Linked DNA regions of Ovis aries: region 2 is linked to region 1. A link is a contact called in public Hi-C data. All regions are on one chromosome and are shown on one strand. The core of a region is the stretch at or near the end of the contact, and the rest is flanking DNA. Distances in the headings are between cores, read along the strand shown.

Evidence for each region. Hi-C and Micro-C count contacts between places; a contact is called where the count stands out from the background.
Region 2: a Hi-C map of liver shows a contact between it and region 1, with 2.7 times the contacts expected there. The contact joins the promoter of ATP5ME here to the promoter of TMEM175 in region 1. A contact is called at or near these places in 3 of 16 Hi-C or Micro-C datasets (hypothalamus, liver and tail adipose tissue).

What each region holds. Positions count from the first base shown.
Region 1 is chr6:118,109,624-118,116,476 of ARS-UI_Ramb_v3.0, forward strand. TMEM175 (transmembrane protein 175) reads right to left here and starts at 4,494. Exons shown (of 9, transcript XM_060417719.1): 1 at 4,168-4,494. It overlaps GAK (cyclin G associated kinase), which reads left to right and starts at 4,632. Exons shown (of 28, transcript XM_042251771.1): 1 at 4,632-4,872. The coding sequence starts at 4,728.
Region 2 is chr6:118,321,373-118,327,799 of ARS-UI_Ramb_v3.0, forward strand. ATP5ME (ATP synthase membrane subunit e) reads left to right here and starts at 1,791. Exons shown (of 3, transcript XM_060417733.1): 1 at 1,791-1,855; 2 at 2,197-2,251; 3 at 2,640-3,266. The coding sequence starts at 1,820. The coding sequence ends at 2,929. PDE6B (phosphodiesterase 6B) reads right to left here. Exons shown (of 22, transcript XM_027971362.3): 21 at 5,954-6,101; 22 at 4,974-5,205. The coding sequence ends at 5,144.

The DNA.
Region 1 (6,853 bases), core at 3,244-5,743:
GCAAAGTTGCCTAGTTTTCAGTTATAAATCTTGCATATCTATTACAGATTATCTTCAAAATTTAGTATCTGTTGACACTATTGTAAACCATGTTTTTTCTAATTTCAACTTTCAATAGTTGTTGCTATTTGGAAATAGAACTTTTAAAATTTGTTTATTAACCTTATATTCTAGAACTCTGCTAAAACCATTAGTTCTAGTAGCTCTTTTTGTAGTTTCCACATATTTTTTCTCACCTAGAGCAGTGATTCTCAACTGAGGGCAATTTCCCCTTTAAGGGACATTTCCAATACCTGGAGATGCTTTTGGTTGTGACAAGTGGTATGTTACTGGTATCCAGGGGGCTGAGATAGAGGTGCTGCCAAAGGCCCTATGGTTCACTGGAAACATCACTCCTCCACCCTGGTAAGGAGCTATCTGGACCACAATCTCCATGGCCAAGGTGAGGAAAGTCTGGCGTGGACGATCACGTCATCTTCAAATAAGCCGTCTTGCTTGTTCCTTCCTGACCTGGAGGCTGTAATCTCTTGCCTCGTCACACCGGCTAGAACTCCTAGTATAATGCTGAATGCTTGTTCCTGATCTTGAAGGGAAAGAAATTCAGTCTTTCATCATTCTGTTTTGTCAGCTATAGGCATTTCATAGATGTCCTTATCATGCTGAAAAACCTTCATTTTATTCCTAGCTTGTCGACAGTATTTTTCTTTTTAATCAGGAATGGATGCTGAATTTTGTCAAATGCTTTTTCTTTAAAAAATTTGTTTTGGCCACACGGCATGTGGGATTGAACCTGCACCCCTGCAGTGACAGCGTGGAGCCGTGACCGTGGCATCGCAGGCAAGTGCCGTCAGATGCTTTTCCCACGTCTTGTGTTAGTGGCTTAGTCGTGTCCGGCTCTTCAAACCCCGTGGACTGTAGCCCGCCAGGCTCCTCTGTCCATGGAATTATCCGGGCAAGAATGCTGGAGTGGGTTGCCATTTCCTTCTCCAGGGGAATCTTCCTGACCCAGGGATCAAACCAGGGTCTCCTGCACTGCAGAGATTCCTTACCATCATCGCTAGAAAGAAGTCCCTGCGTCTTGAGAGGACCCACTTGGTTTCCTTTTTCACTGTAATGCCGTAAATCGCACTGACCCACCTCTGAACACTAAGCCAGCTTTGCCCTCCTGCGATGAGCTCCACTTGGTCGACGCTGCATCACCCTCTTTATATAGCATTGCACTGTTTGCTGAAAAATGTTTTGTGAGAATTTTTATTTCTGTTATGAGAATACTAGTCTGCGGTTCTCTTTTGTTGTGATGTCTGTGTCAGATTCTGGCATTAGAATAATGCTACCCTCACAGGATGAGCTGGCAAAACTTTCCTTCAGTTTAAAGAACCCCTGGAGAATTGGTAATATTCCTTCTTTAGGTTGGTGGAATCCCCAGGAAAGCCATCTAGGTATGGAGTTTTCTTTGAGGAAAAGGTTTTAACTATAAATTCAATGCTTTAATAGTTATAGGGATATACTGACTTTTCTCTCTCTTCTGGAGTGAGTTTTCGCAGTGTCTTCCAAGGAATTTGTTCCCTTAGTGCAAGTGATTGAATTTATTGGCAGAGAGTTGCTCGTGTTCTCTGACTACCCTTTCAGCAATGACATCATCACCTTCATTCATGATACTGCTAGTCTCTTTTTCCCCTTATTCAACCTGGCAGAAATTACTCATTTTATTCATCATCTCAAAGAATCAGCTTTTGGTTTCATTGATTTTTCTCTATTGTCTTTTATTTATTTCTGCTCTGATACTTATCGTTTCCCTTTTTGTACTTAAAGAGTTTCATTTGCTCTTATTTTTCTAGTTTATTAAGATGAGTGATTTGAGACAACTTTTGAAATGCTGCATTTTCATTTTTTTCATTCAGTTTAAAATGTTAATTTCCCCTTTGATTTCTCCTTTAATCTATGGGTAATGTACAAGTCAATAGGTTTTTAAATATTTGGATGATTTTCCAGATATATGCTATTAATTTCCAGCTTATTCCATGGTAGTTAGGGAACATATTTGCCCACAACATGAAACATCTGGGTGAATGTTGCCTACATAGTTGATAATGTGCGTCCTACAAAAGCTATTAGATCCAGTTGGTTGATGGTATCACTCAACTCTGCCACGTCCTTGGTCAATTTCTGGGTGTTTGTTCTGTCATTACATGAGAAAGTGGTACTGAGATTTCCAACTACAGCTGTGGGTTTGTCTGCCTCTCCTTGCAGAAGTATCAGTTTTTGCTTCGTGCATTTTGAAGTTTTATTATCAGAGACAGAACTGTATAGGATTGTTACATCTTCTGATGCATTTACCCATCCATCATTATCAAACCTTTCTGACTTCTGATTGGTCTTTGTTATGAAACCTACGAGAGGGACAGGGAAGTCGCTCAGTCATGTCCGACTCTTAGGGACCCCATGGACTGTGGCCTACCAGGCTCCTCCATCCATGGGATTTTCCAGGCAAGAGTGCTGGAGTGGGGGGACAGCCTTCGGCGTGCACATGTGAGGCGAGCCGCCTCAGAACGCAGGGCCACGAGTCCAGGAGGGATGTGGTCCAGAGACACAGAACTGGATTAAGATGGTGCTACTGCAGCTCCTCAAGCAGGATCAGTATCAATAGTGCCCCAGCAAAACGAAATACAAAGTCTGAATAAACTCCCGACCCCAAGGGAGTCACACTGTCTAGAAATCTGCGCCTGGCTGCAGCTCACACCAGCGCGAGCCGCACCCGCTGAGCGCAAGTGCGCCCTGGGCAGCACCGAGCGCTCCTGTGTTCACCAGGTCTCCCACAGAAGCTGCCTCAGATCTTTTTCGCACTGTTTCGCTCTTGCCTCCCTTCTCAGTTTCAGTAGCTGCTTCCTCCCCTTAGTCACAGTAAGAAGGGACGTCATTAGAGAATCCCTCACTTTAATTCCAACAAACGTATAAAGTCACTACACCTTCCTCCATTTACGAGGAGAAGCGATTTCCCAAAGCAAATGCTTCCCTATGCTCTGGATGTCATCCCCTCCCACCTTCTTCGGGACCCCTGTGCACCTGCCCTGCCCCTGCTTGCCGGCTAGAGGCTGCCCCAGTCCCCACCATCACTCCAGCTTCGCTCTCCACACCAAGGCACTGAGTTACCTCCGCTTACCCTCTCTCCTTTCTACACTCCTCCCCTTAGGTTAAAGGGAGCTTTCCAATGAAACAATGTTATTCTTGGCAAGGTCACCAAAGATCTCATTGTTGCTAAGTTCAACATGCAACTTTCACTCTTTCCCCTACTTTTAAAGGGGTATGCTGCTGCTGCTGCTAAGTCGCTTCAGTCGTGTCTGACTCTGTGCGACCCCATAGATGGCAGCCCACCAGGCTCCCCTGTCCCTGGGATTCTCCAGGCAAGAACACTGGAGTGGGTTGCCATTTCCTTCTCCAATGCATGAAAGTGAAAAGTGAAAGGGAAGTCGCTCAGTCATGTCCAACTCTTAGGGACCCCATGGACTGTGGCCTACCAGGCTCCTCCATCCATGGGATTTTCCAGGCGAGAGTGCTGGAGTGGGGGGCCATTGTGTGCCACTTCTAATTACCCTCCCTGCCTTCCCCCCATCTCCCTGCGGCCCTGGGACCCAATGCTCTTAGTTTTATTCCTGCTTCCTTGGCTGTTCCTCCCCTCTGAGGACTGCGTCCTCTTTCTAACCACCGTGTCCCCCTCAGGGCTCTCTTCAACTGCCACCTATATGCTAGGGACACCCAAACACAGCCTGACTCCTTCCTGAGCCCCCAACCCTTGTATGCCACGTAGCAGATGAACACTGGCTGGAGAAGCCGTGCGACTTGTGTGGGCTTCGAGCTGTCTCACTAACTGTGTCCAGCAGACCCTGGCCAGCTGGCCGCGTAATGCCGCTGCGGAGCACGCTTTGTCACCTCGAAGGCGGGGGTGGGGTGGGAGTTCTCTGAGATGCTCCAGGGTCACTCAGGCGAACACTTATAAAGCCCTGTACAAACTAACCTGCTTTATTACAAGGATAACAGACGCTAGCCTGTCTGGAGAGAGATCTCTGTGAAGCTCCGGGCGGGTGACGATGCTGTCTGGGGATCCGGCTCCAGGGCCCCGCGCCGGGACCGGGAAGCGGCCCAGGGGCCAGGCGAGCGGTGCTGTCTTACCTGCGGGGGCAGCTCTAGGTGGTGGGTGACACCCGGGAGTCTGGGTCCAGTGCCGCCAGATCTGACTTTTTTCTACAGAAGCTACCAATCTTGGTTTCTGAAATTGAGCTTTTCAGTTCTTTAGTGGGAACCAACTCAAAAAGATGGACATTGCTAGCGCCCTGGCGCTCCGCGCACACAGCCCGCTGCTCCCGCCGCGCAACCAGGCCCCGGGAGCGCCAGCTTCCGCGGAAACGGCCACGCGGGACGGTTGGGCGCCAGGCCGGGGGCGAGCCCTGCGAGGGTCGTCCGCCGCAGCCAGCAGGCGCGCGACCCGGAAGTCCGCCCGAGGCCCGCAGGCGCGCGACCCGGAAGTCCGCTGAGGCCGCGGCGCCGCGCACGCGCGGCCCCGGCGCGGCGGAAGTGCGGCGCCGGCGCTCTTCCGGGCGGGTCGCGCCCCCCGCGCCTGCGTCGCGGCGTCGGGCGGAAGCTGGTGCGGCTCGCGAGCGGCGGTTGCCGAGCGGACCCGGACGCGCGCGGACCCCGAGCCCTCGGGCCGGCGCCCGCCGCGGGCCGCCGCCATGTCGCTGCTGCAGTCCGCGCTCGACTTCCTGGCGGGCCCGGGCTCCCTGGGGGGCGCGGCCGCCCGCGACCAGACGGACTTCGTGGGGCAGACGGTGGAGATGGGCGAGCTGCGGCTGCGGGTGCGCCGGGTCCTGGCCGAAGGTGAGGGCGGCCGCGGCCGGTCGGGCGGCGACTGCGGGGGACGAGGCCGGCCGCGGGTCGGGCACTTCCGTGAGGGAGGCTCGGGGCCAGGCCGGGCCCTGGCGGCCGTGCCGGCGGGTGCGGGCCACCCCCGGCCCGGGCGGAGGCTGGCCCGGCGGGCGGGACTCCACGCGGCTGGAGGCTGGAGTCTGCAGGCGGGCGGTGCGGCGGGGGCAGGCGAAGCCGTGGCCCCTCTCGCTCCGAGGGCCACGGCGGGGGGCGGACGCAGGGCCGGCCGCCTGGCTGACAGGGGCTCGGGCGTGGGTGGCCGTGGCCCTGGCCTCCGCAGGTGCGGGGGCACGCGGTGCGGCGCCCGCTAGCCGCGCTGCCTCCTTGCCCCTGAGCGTCCCTTTCCCCGACCTGCGTCTGAGTCCCCAGGCGAGTTTCCGCAGGACGAGCCAACAGGTGTGACCGCTGCGGACCTTGCTTGGCAGGCCGGGCAGGGCCGTCTTTGGTACTTCCGCGTGCCCTCTCTGGCTTCCTGAATGCCCTCTTTACTTCACGCAGAGTTGCTCACCCCTGTTGGCGCAGCCCTTTTGCTCCTTTGTCTGGCCCGGCAGATTCCCCTAGCCGTGGCACTTGGCAGCTGAAGGCGTGGCTTTGGGGCCGCTGCTGAAGCCTGAGGTACCCCCCTGATTTCGCACTCTTGCTGCCAGCTGTGCTCAGTTTGAGCTGGGCAGCGCTGACTGTTCTGGGGCCCTCCTTCCTAAAGTCCTCAGGTGGTGCTAAGGCCAGAGCACCACCACACATTTTTTCTCCACTGTCAGAAACATTTTGGGTGTGACTGGGTGACAAGCCTCAGGCTCTTTCCGAAGTGGAGGCCAGTGTATCTAGTAATGAGAAGTGTCCCCCGCTCCTCCGCCCCCCACCGCCCCATCAGTTCGTTTATTCTGAAAATACCAGGCACGTGTTTTGATTCTTTAAGGAATCACAGTGCACAGGACGTGGTTTCTGCTTTGTGGAAGTTCAGGTGAGACACAGGCGCTCTGATGACTGGAGGTCAGCAAAGTGCAGGGGGTCCCCTGGTGGGTGGACAGTGGGCCCAGCTGCAGGGCTGGAGGAGGAGGGGGGCTGGAGGGGGTTGGGGAGGCGGCTCCGGGAGACAGGAAGCTCCTGCCAGTGGCTTCACCCGAGGATGAAGACCAGCGAGAGCAAGTGCCCGCCCTGGCTGTGCAGACCTGCTCCTTCGTTCCCCCAGGACGTCAGGAGCCGTCGATTTCCTGCCCGTAAACTGAAGTGGTAGCCTAGGGCTTGCGGAGCTCGTGCGGCTGCTTCTGAACTGGGCCAGTAGGAGACCTTTGGAAGTCCCTCACGTAAAATAGCAGCTTGAGGGCGTGGGCTGTGGGCTTCTGTGAACACGGGGAAGGGCAGCTCAAAACTCCTGGGCACCTATGTGGACAGTTGCAGAATTTTTCAGGTTTTAGAAAGGTAGAGTGTAGCCTGTGGGTCGTGGGATACACCACTGAGAGTTGGGAAACAGTCACGTCATCAAATGTACTAATATTTAATACTCCTGTAATTAAGTAAGTATCCTCATTGTGGGGCAATTAGGTCTTCAAATAGCCCCGTGTCAGGTCATGTCAGGGTTGCCCCAGCTGAGCTTCTCGCCAGGTTTTGCTCTCAGATGATTCTCCAGGCAAGAGCGCTGGAGTGGGTAGCCCTTGCCTTCTCCAGGGGATCTTCTTGACCCAGGGATCAAACCCAGGCCTCCCACATTGCGGGCAGGCACTTTATCCTCTGAGCCACCAGGTAAGCTGGTGTATAACTAGGTCTCCAGATAGCCCCGTGTCAGGCCATGTCAGGGTTGCCCCAGCTGAGCTTCTCGCCAGGTTTTGCTCTCAAACGATTTAGGGAGAAAGCGTCGGTTTTCATAACTTTTTGCAGTTTATAGCCTGAAATGGGTTGTTGGGTAGAACTATGGAGCTAGATAGCTTTTCAGAGT
Region 2 (6,427 bases), core at 541-3,040, 210 kb after region 1:
CAGTGACCGCTGGCCCCACGTGGGTATGGCCGATCCTGCCCTGGGTTACCCTGAGGGACTCTGGATCCTAGGAAGGCGGATCAAGGCCTGAAAGCTGGGGCAGGTGTGGTGGGGGCTGGTGGTGGGCCTGGCTTCCTCACGCCCTGGTGGTGCCCGGGTGCCCAGCGTCATGCTCACTAGTCCTTGTTGGTGCTGCCCTTGCCATCTGGGCCCAGTATCTCCAATGCGCTGAGGAGTCTTCTCAGGGTGCATGCCTGCCCAGAGGCGGCCTCGAGCCTTGGGCGTCTCAGGTGCTAGTCCTGCCCCTCTCCACCCAGGGCTCCATGTCCTTGCCCACTTGATGCTCTCAGTGGCCTTCCCACTCTGAATGCCTGAGAGACCCTCAGCTCCCGCCCCAGGGTACTGTTCTTGGAGTCCCCTTGGTCCTGCCAGGCCCAGAGGTGGGCAGTTTCTCAGTGAGGGACAGAGGTCCCCACCAGCTGGTGGAGGAGGGGTGGGCCTGGGCTGGGGGCCGACAGGGCACCCAGACGTGGGTCCCGGAATGCCAGGTCCTAGAGACTTTCAAGAGGTCTGCAAATCTGGGTTTTATGTGAGATGTGCAGACATCAGGAGTTGAGTAAGCCTGGTGCTCACCCTCAGCTTCTCCCCAACACGTTCAGGAACACAGTGAGGTCGATGGGCCCCAAGGCCTCCTTGAACCTTGCATCCAGCTCGTAATCCTTGACTTTGATCTTGCCTGTTGCAGGAATGGGGGGATGGGGGTGGGGGTCACAGGGCAGGAGTATCAGTGTCCTGGTGGCCTTGTGGAGGGGCTGCCCCCCTCCATCATTCTCCAGGTGTCCCCAACCCACGTTGCCATGGGAACTGTGTATAAGCACAGCAGGTTCAGCTGGGAGACTGGCCACCACTGCCCACCTCTGGGCAGCCTCCTCTGCACACCCGGGCTGGGTCAGCTTTGTCCTCCTTTGGGCTGACCACAGAGCTGGGTGACAGAATACCCCACCAGTGTGACCCCTGCTTCCCCGGCAGAAGACAGCAGAAATGAGGGTGAGGGCCTCTCTGACGTGGACCTTGAAGCTTGGGGCTGCAAGGTCCTGAGGGCTAGAGTTGGGAGACCGAGAGAGCAGGCTCTGCTAGGCTGGCCTTCTCGGGAGGACCTGTGCCCCTTTCTGCTGGGGAGGCTGCAGCGGTGAGGAAACCCTAGCTCTGCCGGGGGACTGGGAATGGGGCCGATGGTGGGTAGAGGGGCACCCACGGCCGTGCCGCCCCAGGAAGGGGCTCGGGCCACACGGTCGACCTGGCCTGTGAGTCCAGAGAGGCCGGACATGGCCACCCCCTCCGCTGGGAGCCAGCCTGCACTCAGGCTACACTTTGTACCCGGACCCCGGATTGCCTGTCCAAGCCTCGAGCCCCTTCCCGGTTCGTCCCCGGGGCTGGTCTGGGGGGACCGCGGCCCGGACAGGCCTGGGTGTGGCTGGAGCCGCGGGCGGGGCGAGACAGGCAGGAGAGAGCTCGGGTTTTCACTTTGTACAGTGTACTCACACTTTTCAAATATTTGTACCCGAGGTGTGCGGGCCTCGACTTGTGCTCACCATGGTTCGAAACCGTCAGGGGACAGCACGGCCGCACCTGCTGCCGCGAGCGCGCACTCGCTGCCCGGCCACTGCGCATGCGGGGCCGCCGCGCGCCGCGCCTGATGACGCCGCCCTGCGTGCGCGCGCCCGGCCGCGCCTCTGCGTCTGCGTCCCCGCGGTGTTCAGGGCCTTGCGGCGTCCTCTCCGGTCCGAATTGTGCTTCCGGTGCGAGGGTCACGGACAAGATGGTTCCGCCGGTGCAGGTCTCGCCGCTCATCAAGGTGAGCCAGGCTCCGCCGCCGCCGCCGCTGAGCGGCTCTGCGTGGGCAACGCGCGGGAGCGCCTCGGCGCGGCTCGCGGCGCCCCCGACTCTCAGCGGCCCCCGCCCTGACCCGGAGGCCGCGACCCTCCCCATCGGGCCCCGACGCCGCGCGTGCGATCCCCGCTGCCCCCCGCCCTCGCGCAGCGCCCGGGACCCCCGCCCTGACCGCGACCCTGTGGGCTGAGACCGCGGGCGTGACCTCCACCCCTCCCCTCTCTCAGCGCCCCGGACCCCGACCCTGTGGGCCGAGCGCCCCCAGGCGCGGTCCCCCCTGCCGCCCCTGACCGCTTTTCCCCACAGCTTGGCCGTTACTCCGCGCTGTTCCTCGGCATGGCCTACGGCGCCAAGCGCTACAGTGAGTGTCCGCGGGCGTCTGCGGCCCCCCGGCCGGAGTGGGAGAGGGGCGGCGCGGGAGGCCCCTGACCTGAGACCCGAGAGGGCAGGACCCCGCGCGCGGCCGGGTGGAGGTTGGCCGGGCAGCACCTTGGAGCACAGAGGACTGAGTGCGGGGCGGCTGGGTGCCTGGGGTGGCCGCGGGGGTCCTGTAGCTGCCCTCCGGGTCGGGCTCTCCGTTAGGAGGTGGGTGTCAGGCCTTCACCTACATCCAGGTAAAGGAGAGTGGGAATCGGGCGCCCCTGGCACTCAGTGTACCTGAGGATGGCTTTGCCTGTGAACTGAATTCCTTTTCGAGCTTCAGTGAAAACGTTCACTGGACACCCCCGCCCCCGCCTTCCCTTTGACAGATTACCTGAAACCTCGGGCAGAAGAGGAGAGGAGGCTTGCAGCCGAGGAGAAGAAGAAGCGGGATGAGCAGAAGCGCATCGAGCGGGAGCTGGCGGAAGGTGCTCATGCGGCTGTCCCCCACCCCGCGTTGGGTTTTCAGAAACAGCTGCTGCTTCATACGGAGCAGCAAGTGGAGAGGAAAGGCCACCGCCTTTTCCATTTCCACTGGTCCCTGGGCCATCCTCTGCGGAGTGGGGTGGGGGTGGGGAAGGAGAGCCTTTGTGGGGGGTGGGTGCTAACCTGCCTTTAGTGAGGCTCGGCCCCTGGGCCTTAGAGGTGGACTGTCTCAGCCTTAGAGGCCACACAACCAGAGCCAGGCTCCACCCTCCCTGACCGCGGGGGCAGGTCCCAGTGAGAACCCGCAGGTTAAGGAAGGCTGAGGATATAGTGGAAACAGAGCATAGCCAGGCATGAGACGAGACGCTGGATGGTTTAACCCCCAAAATCTAAGGTGGCCCTTTTGGGTGGCAGGCGTGTGTAATGGTGTGTTTTCCTTCTAACTTTCCAGCCCAAGAGGACACCATATTGAAGTGAGCTGCCCTTCTCCAGAGCAGTGTGGATAAATAAAGCTCTCTGTGCGCCTCTGACTTCCCTTTACTGTCCCCAGTGGTTTGGTTTCTGGACTCAGACTGGGTTGTATGCCAGCCTTCTCAGATTATGCGCGGTGTGAATGGAGAGGGGTTCCAGAAAACTAATCAATGATTCAGTGATTGGTGCATAAACAGGGTGGAACACAGAGAAACTTGATCGCTTGCTCTGAGAGCTGGGGGGTGGGAATGAGGACAGGAGCCCCTCAGGATGCAGTCTGCAACAAGCATCTCACAGCTTCTCAACAGCTCACCCAAGCATCCTGGGCGCTGCTGAGCCGCTCCGCTCAGCCCTGGCTCAGACCCTTGGACAGGCTGGAGAGGGGGCAGGCTTCGCCACGTGGGAGGGGTGGGGGTGTCCTGATGCCCTTCGAGCTAGAACTTGGATTTCTTTTCTCCTTTTTGCACACCCTCCTCTTGAGCCCAGGTAGGGGATGTGGCCTCCTGAGGGCTTGGCTGGGGTGCAGCCAGCTCTGCAGTGAGCTTGGGCCTTTGTGCCTGAGCAGACAGCAGACTCTGCCCCTGCTGGCTGTGCCTCTTCATGCCAAGTTGCTTCAGTCGCGTCCAACTCTGCGCGACCCTATGGACTGCAGCCTGCCAGGCTCCTCTGCCCATGGGATTCTCCAGGAAAAGAACACCAGCATGGATTGCTGTGCCCTCTCCCAAGGGATCTTCCTGACCCAGGGAATGAACCCTTGTCTCTTAGATCTTCTGCACTGGCAGGAGCGTTCTTTACCACTGACACCACCTGGGAAGCCCGCAAATGGCACATGTATAATACGCGTGCATGAGGAGGCCTGGTGTCAATGTGGCTATTCCAGCTTTGTGCCTGGAGTGGACTTCCTAGGCTTTGGGCCCCAGTTCATTTGTTTTCCCTGTTTTCAGTAAAGGTGAGGCTGGAGTGCACACCCCCTGGAGATCTGAGGTTGGTGGGTGGCTGGCACTGGGTCTCTCTGGGAACCAGGGGGGACCCCAGTCACACGCTCTTGTCCCCAGGTGTCACTGTGAGCTGAAGGTTGTGTGGGGCCCGTGCATCCCCTGCCCGCTGGGAGAATGCGGCATCTGAACCAGCCTTAACCCAAGTGCCCTTGCAGTGCTGTCCGTGGCTGTAGCCAAGAGGAGTTTCCAGTGTCTGGAAACAGTTGCTTTGAAGCTAACACCACAAGTTAAAGGCCTTTAGCTCCATCAGGTGCTCAGCACCCGTTTCGAGTGTGAGTTGCGTTTTCGGTCTGGGTCTGACTTGGCTTTTCTTCCCGGCTCAGAACCACTTGGTTCTTGGAGGTGTGTGGTTGCTTCCATGAAGGAAACCTCAGGGGTGCAGGAGGACTTGGGCAGGCCACAGGTGTGGGTCCGTCAGCAAGGTTCAGACCAGCTCCCTGGGCAGCATTTATTAACAGATTATTTCTGCACAGAGTGCTGGCAGGATTTCTGGTTGGTCACAAACAAATGTCCTCTGCCACATCAAAAAGAGCAGCAGGTTTTCTTTTGATTTTATTCTAAATTTCTATTCATATATTTGTTCCTAAACCAGATGAGAACTGGCGTCTGTGTTTCCATTTCTCCACCTGTAAACCCATAAATATACGTGCAGCTGTGAATATATTCACCCAGTGCTTTCAGGCACATAGTTCACAGACCCTTTCTGAAGACCTCTTGGTGGTATGATTACGTATCCAAAAATTGGATTAAGTCAGGCTACACTGTAAAGATCATTCATCATTGGCTTTAGTTCATAAAAACACAAACCTTAAAAAAGTTCAAAGTATCCAAAATGGTCTTCAGTCATTTCTTCAGGCTCCCTGACCTCTTGTACCAGTGGTTAGAGGTGGAGTCCCGGGGTGGGGGTGGGGTGCGGGGCAGGGGGCCTGACGACCGCCTCAGAGGATGCAGCAGGTAGAAGAACGGGGTGCCGGGCCGCCGTTGCAGATTTCTGTGCCTGCTGCGAAAGGAGACAAGACGGTGAGCGAGGGCCACGAGTGGCCCGGCGCCTCCACTCGCCCTGCAGGGGGAAGGGCAGGGCAGAGGCTGGTCTGCCTAAGCCGACTGGACCCTGATTTAGTTCCTGGCGCTCCAGCAGTGGCCTCGCAGCTGGCTGGTTTCTGCTGGTTCTCTCCCCTGTGGACGCTTCAGAGATGATGAGCTGCGGAGCACGAGCAGGCCTCAAGGGTTCTGATTTGGGGGCGCCAGCTGGTGACAGTGGAGCCGCGCTCCCACAGCGCTGGGGGTGGGGTGGGGAGGCGAGCAAGCTCTGCACCGCGACGGGAACACCATGCACGCTGACCCCTAGCTGGCTTCTTAGGTTCCGTGGGTCTGCTGTTTCAGCTTTGAGGCTGGCATGGGAGCGTAGACTTTATGAACTACTTAAGAGGGAACTGCTGATTGATGACGGGAACAGAGGAGCTGAGTTGGCTTTCCTCCCCTTTATAAAGGTGACTTCCCTCCAGAATCCCTGACTCAGGCCCCGAGCAGGCCCTTTCAGACCGGGCTCATCAGCCGCCCTGAGTCACCCAGCCTGTTCCTCGGGGATGGGCCTCCCTCTGGGAGGGTGGCTGTCTGTGCAGCCTGGAGTCCAGGCACTGACCACACAGCCGCCTGAAGCCTGCCTTATCCAGTGTCGCCTCACACCCGCCCTCTGCAGGCCAGGGCCGGGCCGTGCGGCCTGGTTGAGGCTGGAGTGGAGCCCAGACCTTTCTTGGCCGGCGTCGCCTCCTTCTGGCCCTCCTCCAGGGCCTTCACCTTGGCTTCGTACTCGTCGGCCAAGGCCTTCCACTCCTTCCTGTTGTTCTGCAGCCGGTCAAACATGGGCAGGATCTCCTCGTGGAAGCGGGAGAACTCCTGGAAAGGAAACAGAAGTCAGACCACATCCCTAGCGGCTCCTGGGTGGGAGGCCTTGTGGTCTGTGTCCTTGAGGTTGGAACAGGAGCTACGGGGTGAGGTCCTGGAGAGTAGAAAACATCCAAGCAGAAAGGACATTCCCTAGCAAGGGGGCTGAGAAGGCTGGGCAGATGCGCGGGTCCCGGGGCTCCTTCACCCTCATACAGACATCGCATGTCACACAGAGCACGTGCTCACACATGAACAGGTGTGGACACACAAGCTGTGCGGGCAGATGGAGGTGAGGAAGGTGCGGGGGCGAGGAGTGCCTGGTGGGCGCCGGCAGT